Regions from separate parts of the Sus scrofa genome. Here all the other regions are linked to region 3. The links are chromatin contacts, called in public Hi-C and HiChIP or PLAC-seq maps. All regions are on one chromosome and are shown on one strand. The core of a region is the stretch at or near the end of the contact, and the rest is flanking DNA. Distances in the headings are between cores, read along the strand shown.

What was found. Hi-C and Micro-C count contacts between places; a contact is called where the count stands out from the background. HiChIP or PLAC-seq counts read pairs in DNA pulled down with a chosen protein or histone mark.
Region 1: a contact with region 3 is called in an H3K27ac HiChIP or PLAC-seq map of alveolar macrophages. The contact joins two enhancer-like sites. A contact is called at or near these places in 10 of 47 Hi-C or Micro-C datasets (adipocytes, embryonic fibroblasts, epiblast stem cells and 5 more) and 2 of 2 datasets of contacts at active chromatin or transcription factors (alveolar macrophages and skeletal muscle).
Region 2: a contact with region 3 is called in a Hi-C map of liver, with 5 times the contacts expected there. The contact joins two enhancer-like sites. A contact is called at or near these places in 1 of 47 Hi-C or Micro-C datasets (liver) and 2 of 2 datasets of contacts at active chromatin or transcription factors (alveolar macrophages and skeletal muscle).
Region 4: a contact with region 3 is called in a Hi-C map of retroperitoneal adipose tissue, with 2.2 times the contacts expected there. The contact joins two enhancer-like sites. A contact is called at or near these places in 6 of 47 Hi-C or Micro-C datasets (alveolar macrophages, embryonic fibroblasts, mesenteric adipose tissue and 3 more) and 2 of 2 datasets of contacts at active chromatin or transcription factors (alveolar macrophages and skeletal muscle).

What each region holds. Positions count from the first base shown.
Region 1 is chr3:94,205,670-94,208,377 of Sscrofa11.1, reverse strand. All of the region lies in intron 1 of EPAS1 (endothelial PAS domain protein 1), which reads left to right. Among named protein-coding and RNA genes, the nearest start is that of EPAS1, 47 kb to the left of the region's middle. Within about 2 kb of position 1,452, at least 6 of the 83 cell types and tissues checked have an H3K27ac peak or open chromatin away from gene starts, as enhancers often do. A contact at or near this core is called in alveolar macrophages, where this site is marked.
Region 2 is chr3:94,298,165-94,300,864 of Sscrofa11.1, reverse strand. All of the region lies in intron 1 of LOC106509830 (a long non-coding RNA gene), which reads left to right. Among named protein-coding and RNA genes, the nearest start is that of EPAS1, 46 kb to the right of the region's middle. Within about 2 kb of position 1,419, at least 9 of the 83 cell types and tissues checked have an H3K27ac peak or open chromatin away from gene starts, as enhancers often do. A contact at or near this core is called in liver, where this site is marked.
Region 3 is chr3:94,454,336-94,457,035 of Sscrofa11.1, reverse strand. The region is part of intron 11 of PRKCE (protein kinase C epsilon type); the gene reads left to right. Among named protein-coding and RNA genes, the nearest start is that of EPAS1, 200 kb to the right of the region's middle. Within about 2 kb of position 1,400, at least 23 of the 83 cell types and tissues checked have an H3K27ac peak or open chromatin away from gene starts, as enhancers often do. A contact at or near this core is called in alveolar macrophages, liver and retroperitoneal adipose tissue, where this site is marked.
Region 4 is chr3:94,239,561-94,242,260 of Sscrofa11.1, reverse strand. The region is part of intron 1 of EPAS1 (endothelial PAS domain protein 1); the gene reads left to right. Among named protein-coding and RNA genes, the nearest start is that of EPAS1, 13 kb to the left of the region's middle. Within about 2 kb of position 1,385, at least 9 of the 83 cell types and tissues checked have an H3K27ac peak or open chromatin away from gene starts, as enhancers often do. A contact at or near this core is called in retroperitoneal adipose tissue, where this site is marked.

The DNA of each region.
Region 1 (2,708 bases), core at 203-2,702, 250 kb after region 3:
CCGTGAGTTGTGGTGTAGGTCGCAGACTCAGCTCAGATCCTGAGTTTCTGTGGCTGTGGCCTAGGCTAGCAGCTGCAGCTCCAATTAGATCCCTAGCCTGGGAACTTCCATACGCCTCTGGGGTGTGTGGCCCTGGAAAAGGAGGGGAGGGGCACACAAAGGGGAGTGCTGTGCATGCAGGTGAGGGTGTCAGTGTCGCAGCCTGTGCTGGTGGCTCTTTCGCCCCAGGAGGCCTTCTCCAGATGCCCCTAATGGCTGGCCCTGTATTGCCCATGCTTCTGTGGAGGAGCGCATGGGTCGGTGCTCCTTTACCTGGCTCTCAAGACACACAGGCGTGATGGGCATAGTTACAGCATCCTGTCTTCTTTCCCCTCCCTTCCAAGGTTTACAAGGATACCTGTAAACCTTGAACAGCTGCTTTTGTTCCACAATCAGAGTCAAGATTAAAAGGCAAATGGGAGGGGCTAATATGCAAACTGCCACTACAGGCCAGTGCAAAAGCCAAATGATCCTAAGGGCAGGCTCTGAGGGTGTGGGGCTGGGTGGGGTGCAGGGCCGAGAGTTTTCACTCAGAGCTGGAAGTCAGGGGCAGAAGAGGAAACAGAAGGTGGGTAAAGGAAACAGAAAAGGGAGATAGGACCGAAAAAAAAAAAAAAAAAAGAAAAAAAAAGAAAACAGTCTCACCCATTTCACAATTTTCCTGAAGGTTCTTCCTGACCATCCACAGCTGTTGAACATTCTTCCTGCAGCCTGAGTATATGATGCTTAATCCATCCAAGGAGCTGGATGTTCTGTTTTTTAAAATGAGGCGTGTTGTAAAGTCAAAACAGTGCCTCTGCCCCAAATCTTGAGGGGCTTGAGAGGCGGCATGTCAACATTCCGGGAATCCCAAAATACTGATTTTCTGTCCAGATAACAGGCTGCAAAGCCAAACAAAAGGAGCAGCAGCCCCTGGTTTGGAAATCTCAGGAGGCAGGACAGACAGAGCAAGCTGGAGCTGGTTAGGTGAGGCCTTGAGCCAAGGACTGCATCGGACACTTTTAAAAAAAAAACAAACTTGTTTATTAAACAAGCAATACAGGTTTTTTTTTATAGAAGCATAAGAAAAATACAGATTCGCACTAAGAAAAAAAAAAAAAAATTCCTCCTAACCTCACTAACCTGAAACTGCTAACGCTTTTGAGGACAGAGGCAGGACAGTCACTGATGGATTCTGGGGCCCACCTGCCTGGTACAAAGACCCACTTCCCCATTCACCTGAGGAGAGGCTGCAGATGAATTACAGCAGCCCCCTCTTATCCACAGTTTCCATGCCCACAGTCAATCCCAGTCGGAAAATATTACGTGGAAAATTCTAGAAATAAACAATTCATAAGTTTTAAGTTGCATGCCACTCTGAGTAGCGTGATGAAATCTGCCACTGTCCCACCCAGGACGTGACTCATCCCTTTGTCCAGCATATTTGTGCTATATATGCTACTTGCCCACTAATGGAGGAGAAAACATAGTATGTATAGGGTTCGTTTGATGCTGTCCATTTTTCAAGCATTCCCTGGGGGGGCTTGCAACGAATCCCCTGCAGATAGGAGGGGACTGCTATAGAGTTCCCTTGTGGCTCAGTGGGTTAAGGATCCGGTGTTGTCACCTCTGCAGCTTGCGTCGCCGCTCTGGTGCTGGTTCAGTCCCTGGCCTAGAGACTTCCCCATGCCTTTACAGGCAAAAACAGAAAAAATAGATTACATTAAAAAGAGGGGACTACTGTACGAAGCCTCTGTGGACTTGCTTTCTCCTCTGTCAATTCGGGATCATAATAATAACTACTTCCAAGGGTAGTTGTCAGAATTATATAATGAAGCCAGTGCAGTAGTGCTTAAAACAGTCCCTGGAATATAATAAGTACCATGTCATACATGTGATAGCTGTAAGAATAATAGTTATTCGTATTTTATTAGATTGTTAGACTTTTTCCTATGTAATGTATAAGTGTTTTGCGTAATGCGTTTCTGCAGAAATCTGATTGCCGTCTACTCTTCTGTAACATTTCTATTTATATGATCATCTTTTCCTAGATAGAGTTGTTATTGATACTGGCTAACATCGACTGCTACCATTGGGATCAGCCTGGTGCCAAATAAAGACTACACATAATGTATCCTATCCAATCCTCACTTTAACTCTATGGAGCAATGCTGTATTACCATTTTATAGATGAGCAAATTGAGGCCAAACAGGTTAAATACTATACATGTGCACGAGCAGGCAAGTGGACCTCTGTCCTGCGGAGAGAAGGACAATGAGCAGGAGACCGGCTGGTAGCCTGTGCTGGCAGGATGAGAAAGGCAACGTGTTTTGTGCACAATGCTTTTTAACCCTCGGCAGGTGTGCGCTTTGGGACACCAGGCTCACGGGTGTCTGGCCAGCTGTTCTTGGACGCTAGTGGCATTTTTGATTTTTATGGCAGAAATCACTCTCTGATATGAAGTGGGATCTAGGGTCCAGTACTGGGCTTCTTTATTTCTAAGAGCATTTATCCAGAAGCAGTTCTTCATCTTGTTCTCCAGAGGCTTTAATACAGCCGTCCGGGCCCCTGGCCACAGCTTCCTCACACCTCCCTCTCCATCTGTGGGCATTCACCCCAGCCCCCTGATAGCCCAGGACCAGGTCCCAGGCACTGCCAGTTGATTGACTTAATCAGCCAGCCTTTGCTC
Region 2 (2,700 bases), core at 170-2,669, 160 kb after region 3:
TCTACCCTGGAAAGCCTCAGAAAGTCAATATGGCCAGAGGACAGAGAGTGGCCCAGTCATCATAATAATGGCATTTGACTGAGGAGCTTCAGCAGCCTTGCCAGGGAGATGGCTACATGACCATGTCACTGTAGCTATGTGGTATCCTAAACAGTGAAATATTTTCCATTGGATGGTTCAGGCTCCCTGAGACTTAGCTTTTTAGTTCATTTGAGGTTTTTTCCTGTTAGGTTTTTGAAAAGCCTAAATATGTCTCCTCTATTTGCAAATAGAAGGACCTAACCTAAAGAGAGGTATAAACCTACCCTCCATGCCAAGTCTAAAAATTCAGTATTAAGTTTAAGGTTATTTGTCTCCCTGGTTTCTTGACCAACCTCAACTTGTACCAGGTTTCAAAGAATCAAAAACAACAGAAGATAATGTTGTTTTTGATACAGGTTGATGTTATATGAATTTTTCTTCAATAATTTACAAAAAAAAGTATGTTTTCTCTAAATCATGTTGACTTTCTGGTCAAAGATAAAACTAAAATTCACATCACATAACGATGTTTCAAGGAATCAAAAACAACAGATAATGCTGTTTCAAAATGCTTATGTTACAGATAACGTATTTTCAAATAAGTCTTTCTTTGCATCTCTGATGTTGTCTTTGGCTTTCTTCGTAACAGCAGGGTGATTGGGTCTAAGGCTATGAATCCTGATTATGCCCAAGTGCAACATAGATTTTCTTTTTTTTTTTTTCCCCATCTTGAATTATTTCTCAGAAAAGGAGTCAATTATTGTCAGGTGCTATAAATGCTCTTATTAGCAGCACTCTTTAAATTATTCTTAACGATAAAGAGCGGTTAGAAGAAGAAAAATCCAGTGCTTCTCAAGCCTGGCTGGAGTCTCAGGTGCATTTTAAAAAGTCCTGAACATCTGGCCCCACCTGAGATCAATCATATCAGACTCTCTGGGGGTGGTGCTGGGCATCAGTCTTTTTAAAAAGCTTCCCAGCTTTTTCTGTGCGCAGTTAGGGCTGAGTATCTCTGCCTCTGAAATGACCTCAATCCTTGCTAATTTTGCCTGTTTATAAAAGTCACTGCTCAGAGTCAGTGCCCAAGGAGCTAAAGAAATTTAACTTGGATTTTGTCATTTTTCTTGGGGATATGTCTTCCGTCTCTTCTTATCCACCCATTCTCAGGAAACTGGCAAGCTTAGTCACACTGAGGTGTCAATGACTGAGATCAGTCTTGTGTTAGCCTTTTGACAGGACATTCCTTGCCTTGAACATGAGGTGACGGGTAGGGGGGGGGAGGCTTCTGCACCCACGCCCCTTTCTATGCTCTGGATACTAGCTGCCTCCCCTAGGGCCCATCTGGATCCCTGAGGGGAGCTCTAGGCCTTCCAACCGGAAAAATAGGGCATTCCAGGGCTGTAACTAGTTCTGGGCCTGGGAGCGGGGCAGTGTCCCTTTAATTTGCTGCTGGAACTGGGCAGCATCTGAGATCGGGACCTTTGGAAATATTTATCTGCTTGTTATTTATCTGGGCAGGGTGCGGGGGAGAGGAGAGGTCCTGGGAACTATGCCCAGAGCCAGAGAGAGTACAGGGAAAATTTCGCTAAATTTGTTTTAATAACTTTTACTGTACTTTTTTTAATTATAAAAGTAACAAATGCTTACTAGAGAAAACTTGGAATATGCACTAAAGTACAGAGAAGAAAACAAATAACCCATAATCCCCGAACCCAGAGCTCTCCAATGTTAAGAGTTTGGCATATTTCCATACAAAGCTCTTTTTTAAGCACACACACGTGCACTGTATGTAATTATGTATGATGCTGCATCCTGTTCTCTTTCCTTTAACATTATATCATGAGCACATTTCTGTGTCATCAAAAATTCTTTTAAGACATAATTTGGAATAGCTCCATAACATTCCCTCATTGGCTATCTCACAAGTTATTTAACTAATTTCCTATTGTTGGATATTTAGGTTATTTCCAAGTTTTCACTTTAGTGAAGAATAATGAGAAAAATCTGTCCACAATCTGCTCACATTTCTGATTGAATTTTAGTTTTATCTTTGACCAGAAAGTCAACATAATTTAAAGAAAAGCATACTTTTCTCTCTTTTTTTTCATAAACTATTGAAGAAAAATTCACAAAACATCACAGTCACCATTTAAACCATTTTCAAGTGTGGAATTCAGTGGCTTTTGGTACATGCACAATGTTGTACAGCCATCACCAGTGTCTACTTCCAGAATATTCTCATCACCTTGTACCCGTCACACAGTCCCTTTCTATCCTGCACTCCTCCCAAACCCTAAAAGCACGAATCTGCTTTCTGCCTGTATGGATTAAAGCCCACTATCCTTGTACTCAGGAATACCCCCAAACCTTGATTCACCTGTTGCCTAGGCTTGTGACTCAGCCTTCTTCAGCCTCCAAATCCTCATGTGTAAAACCTGAGCTCTTGACAACTTAAATGAGATACAGTATGGGAAAACTCATGGCACACAGTAGATGCTCAATCATTTTTTAAAAAATCACAGCTGAAATGGACTTTGGGAAATAATGTAATACAACCTTCTGTACAGAGAAGGAAACTGAGGCCATGTGGAAGAAAGTGGCCGGGCTCTTCCCCATGGAGCTGCATCAGAGAGCTTAGGTCTGTGCTGGTTTGCATGCGTGTTGTAGACTGCCAGTGCTCTG
Region 3 (2,700 bases), core at 151-2,650:
TGGGGTTTCCCTCGAGAGAATGAATGTAGGAGGAGCAGGCTGTGACCTAGAGGAAGCACATGGAGGTGGTAAGGGGCTTCAGGGGTCTGCGGGGAGAAGATATAGCCCAGTACAAGATTGGGCGAAGGGGAGGCACTGCTGAACTTCCTTTCCCGTGTTTCGTTGTTTCCCCTCTGTCGCGCCAGCACACCCATCTGAGAGCCGGCCAGGCTGAAGTCACCCCAAAGGAAACGTTGCAGTAATAAGAGTCACCTGCCTTTATTTAGATCTGGCTTTCCTGCCCTTCCTTTCTTTCCCCCCAAATTTATGAATGGAAATAGATAAGGAGAGGTTGAATTGGCCAAGGCCATAGGTTGCATCTTGATTTTCTGGTCTCTGGGAAAGAGGCAGGGAACCATCTCCAACTGGAAATCTTAGGCTTCTATTCATTGTACCACTTTATGTTACTCAGTACATTTTGTTCAAATGAATTGTGCAAATAAGTTATTTCTAGTGCTCAGGGCATAGTCTGTGAACTGATCTGTCTGTATCTCATAAATTTTCCATTTGGATGATCAGAGCAGGGCAGAAGTTTCTCGCTGTGCTATTAAGCTACAGGCAACTGTTGTCACTGGCTGACCCTGGGTTGTAAGTACGTGGGAACTTGGTGGAGGGCTTCACAGAGGGAAAGGAAGGAGTTAGCTCTGTGAAGTCTGCCTTTGGGTTGGTGGGGAGCTCTTTGTAAGTGCTTCTGTTTTAACGACTTTGCCAGAGTTTCATCTTATCCAGACAGATACACAGCAAAGGAGAACTAATTTGGGCAAGTAGAATTGGTGGTAAATCTGAATTTTATGGAATGTGTTCAAAGGGATGACAGGAGTTAGAACTGCTCACAGATCCCTGCCAGGTAGAGTTTCCGCAGGACCTTCTGTGATGGAAAAAAAAAAGATAAGGGTAATTTCGATTAGCACATTTGCCACATAGATGGGTGCTGTCGATGTGCTTAAAGATGTGTGTTTTCAATTACAAATGTCTGTGTGTTTGACTTTTAATTGGCTAAGCAATGTGCTTCTTTATGAAGATCCATTTCCGGTTTGCTCCTATTGAAGGTATCACAATCTCATATTTGAACAAATGCCAGACGGATGAGTGTCCTAGATAGTGAGCCCTTGTCCATCCCACTATTTGGCTCCAGCAGTGGTTTCATGAGAAAATAATGGTACTAAAGCTGTGGCTTAGAGCCCTGAGAAGCAGTTTCAGCCATGCCTAGGAGGCAGAGGTGAGAGGGTATCTCTCAGCCCAAGGCAGCGAGCTGTGTGCTCTCTTCAAGCCCTGCACTTCCACATGTTCAGATACTCAGATTTAGGCTCAGCCCACACGGTTCCAAATGCAGCCTCACATAGAATTGCCAAGGTAGACACGTCTCGGAGTTCCGGGAGAAGGATGGAGAATGAGCAGCTTACGTGGTGGAGGCACACATCTAGGAGATGCTAAAAAAAAGTACCCGCCAGAGACTGACTGGCTTTCATAAAGTGAGTGCACCAAACTTCCAGTTAGTTGAGCAGAGCCTGGGAGCCCAGAGTCCCTGGATTGCCCAGCCTCAGGGAGCAAGTTCACTTCTTAATAGTTTCTTAGCTCTCCTCCTACTTGGCAAACCGAGAATCTGACGCAACACAGAGGAACAGTAAAAGTCATGTGAATCTGGAAATATGCCCCCTTTCCAGGCATTTGTTTAGAGTTTCCTGGCATTGGATTGTTTAGAAGGCAGTATTGCAAGAGAATGCACATTTTTTACATAATACTGTGGTTGAGAGCAGGGTTTCCTACCAACTCCCTGATTATTTCACTAAGTAAGGAATTAGTCAGAAGGCCATTGAAAAATCTTTTATTTTTCTTATTCATGTGAGACTGTGGTGGTTTGCCTGTGCTCGATATCATTGATGGCTAGATTCCCCCTGTGGAATTCTTAAAAATAGGGTCATGAATGTGTATAAACCTTAGCTGATTTCTATCTAGGATGAGGAGAAGGTAGTTGGTTAGGGTGAGCCATTCATGTAATTAGCCATCTAATCGCTAAGCACCCGGGCTCTGTTAGGTCCAGGAAGGGATTCAGAAGCAGACCTCAGGCCGCTCAGAGAACCAAGCACATAAAACAGTGTTGAATCAGCTTGTCTGTGGTAATGGCACTCACCCATCTTGGTAAATCAGACAATGTTATTAGCTAAGCAGAACCAAGATCATATTATCTATATCTATCGATAAGTCTAATTATTCAGTCATTGTTAACTGACTGACTGTTATATGCAATCAATAAGATATTCTCTTAAGGACTGAGACAGTCCAATTGAAGAAGTAGGGTAGAAGAATAACACTGGGTTAAATAACCCTCTCTGCCTTCACAGTGTAAGCCAATGGCATAAAGATATAATGTACAGGATATGATTAATCGTCACATGGGTGCTTCAGTTACTGCCATGAATTCATAGGAGGGAGTTTTCTAAATACCCTCTTCCTTAGAAAAGGCATCACCAAGGAGGAAGAGAACAGGAAGTGTCTGATGCATGCAGAGGAGGGCCTTGGGGAAGAGTCGCCAAGACGTTTTAGGAGTGACCAAGGGCAAGGAGGGGTTGCCATGTGAAAAGAAATCAGCTCAAGTAGAAAATAGTGAGAGCGGGTCAAGTTTAGACTACCAGCCTGAGCTGCTCGAAGTGGAATCCCTAG
Region 4 (2,700 bases), core at 136-2,635, 210 kb after region 3:
GGGGCTTATAATCTAGTTGGTGAGTCCAGGGATTGCTAAGGGATTTGTTTCAAATAGCACGAGATGGTTTATGTTAATGGTTGTCCTAGCCCCATCTTTATGATGCTGCTATCTTGTTAGAAAGCTAGAGCTAGCTCAGATAACACATTTGAGCAAACTGTGGAAGATTGATAGTAATTGAGTGTAAATAAGAGTAAATAGATCCTGTGTGTTGTGAATAGGTAGAAAAGGAAGTGATCAGCATAGATGAGAGGGAGGTTTAATGGAGGGACATTGAGATCTAGGTCTTGAAGATTAGATAGAAGTTGGATAGGCGGATGGGCATGGACATTCTCGTGGCGGAGAGCAGCTGGAGTCAAATGTGGAGGTAGGAATAATCAGGGTGTGTGGGCCAGAGCTGGTGGGCGGGCTCCCTCCAGAGCTCCGTTAATGGATGGGAGATGGAGACCAGGCCCAGGCTGGTATTGGGAGGTCAGGGACAGTTCTTCTTAGGTCACGTTGTGCAGGACTTTTAGGGCTGCCTTGGGGTCACAGGAGCAGGACCTGCTTCTCTTGGGAATTTTAGAACCTAAGGGAGCTGCTTAGGGTACCTCTGTTATCTTCCAACAAGAGATGAAACCTGGCTGTGGTGTGAGCAGCAGTGGGCGGTTGGCGAGTGCCGTGGTTGTCCTTCATAAGAATGACCTCAAAGGCGAAGAACGTCCCCCTGCATCCCTTAGGAAGTCAGTAATCTGCAAATGTGCCCAGATTGCTGTGGAATATATTTCTTCTGTACCACTTCTGAGGGTAATACATGCCTCCCGGCACCCAGAGTGGGGGCACAGGGAGGGGACAGCTTACTATATTCTAAAGTATCTTCATCAGGCTCTGTGGAGGGGTGTGGTGCCCTCATTCTGTGTTCTCATTTTGATGGTAAAGCCTCTGTCCCCTTCGTAATTTGAGAGGGACTTTCGCTCTATCCCCTCTTGCCCTTGGTCATTGCAGAGTCTAGGTTTTTCAATCTGTTGAAAGATAGACAGGCCCTTCAATGCTCTACTCTTTGTAGGGAGAGAGACAGCCATGCTTTTTGTCAGTGTTTACTGGTCCCTGGTAACTGCATTCCCTGCACAGAGCTGCAGCTCAGCTGTTCCCTGACCTTCTCCTCTCGTGTGTATGGCTGCACATTCCCTAAAGTCTGAACTCTGGAGTTCTTGGACAGATGAAGCCAGAGAAAAGAGGAGCCATCTTTCCAGGGCCCCCTGGGTAGGGAAGCTAGGGCCCTTCCCTCCCCCAGCAGGCATAACCTTTCTCCTGGAGGTATTTAAAAGCGCTTGAGGTCATGGCTGGACACTTGTGAGCAGGGCCTTGGCCAGAGATCCCAAACCCCTGGAGAAGTTCCCACACCGGGGACCAGCAAAGGCCAAGCAAGTCACTTGAGCACACCCTGTCCAATGGTACTTCGAGGGAGGCTGCTGCTTCTGAAAGCTCTTGGCTTGGAATTTAATCTCATTGTGACAACTGCAGGACTCATCTTTTCTTACTTTCCCAACCCCTCAGGGATCAGTACATGGTTGTCGAGCTGGGAAATGGTTCCCCATCCCAAGGAGGATTGCATTGTTCATTGGTTTGTTCACATTGAGATAGATGCCCGCTCTGTGCCGGCTGCTAAACCTTGGGCCTGAGCCCAGCAAGGGCCCGCTGGAGCCAGGTGGGTGGACCCTTCCTTGTCCTGGAGGGCGGGCAGCAGAGAGCAGAGAGCCCAGTGCAGCCAGCCCTAGGGGTTGTCTGGGCCTCAGGCAGTCCCGGGGAGGTGGCTTCAGGGACATCCTAAGAAAGCCCATAGGCCAGGGAGTGGTGCTTATGAGAATCTCAACAGAGCTAGAAAGCGGGTCTGGCGTCTCCTTAACCACAGTTCCAGGTGAGTCCCCAGACAGGAAAGGAGGGTCATCTAAATAACCAAGCTGGGAGTTCCCGTCATGGCTCAGTGATAATGAACCCGATTAGGATGCATGAGGACGCAGGTTCGATCCCTGGCCTCACTCAGTGGGTTAAGCCTCTGGCGTTGCTGTGGGCTGTGGTGTAGGTCACAGATGCGGCTGGGATCCTGCGTTGCTGTGTCTGAGGCATAGGCTAGCAGGTGCAGCTCCTATTCGACCCCTAGCCTGGGAACTTCCATACGCTGCGGGTGTGGCCCTAAAATGACAAAAAATAAGTAAATAAATAACCAAGCTGCACCAGGCTGACCTGGGATGACACCGTCAGGGTAGGAAACCTGTGAACTCCCATGTCTATTCCTCTGTGGTTTTTCTTTTTCTTTCTTTTCTTTTTCTTTCCAAAGTATAAGTACCCTTGAAAAATAACAATTATGCCTCTGCTAAACTCCTAGCAAATTGTTTCTCCCACTTGGGTCGGTGAGGTGATGCACTTGGCGGTGGTGTGGTCACGGAGGCTGCGGGTCACGGAGAAGTCCTGGTGACCAGAGCACGCAGAGAGGGCCGAGAGGAGTCTGAGGGGACCGTGACTGTTGATTCTTTCTTTCCCGGGTCATTCATGCGAGCACATTCGAACCATTTTCCACACTCAGAATCGACATAAGCCTTGTGATTCTGGGCCACCTGTAGCTCTTGTATGGCTCCAGACATGACAAGGGGAATGACGTAACTTAATTCTCCTGGAGTTGGATCTTCTGGGCCAAGGCAGAGCACATGTTTATTTTGGAAA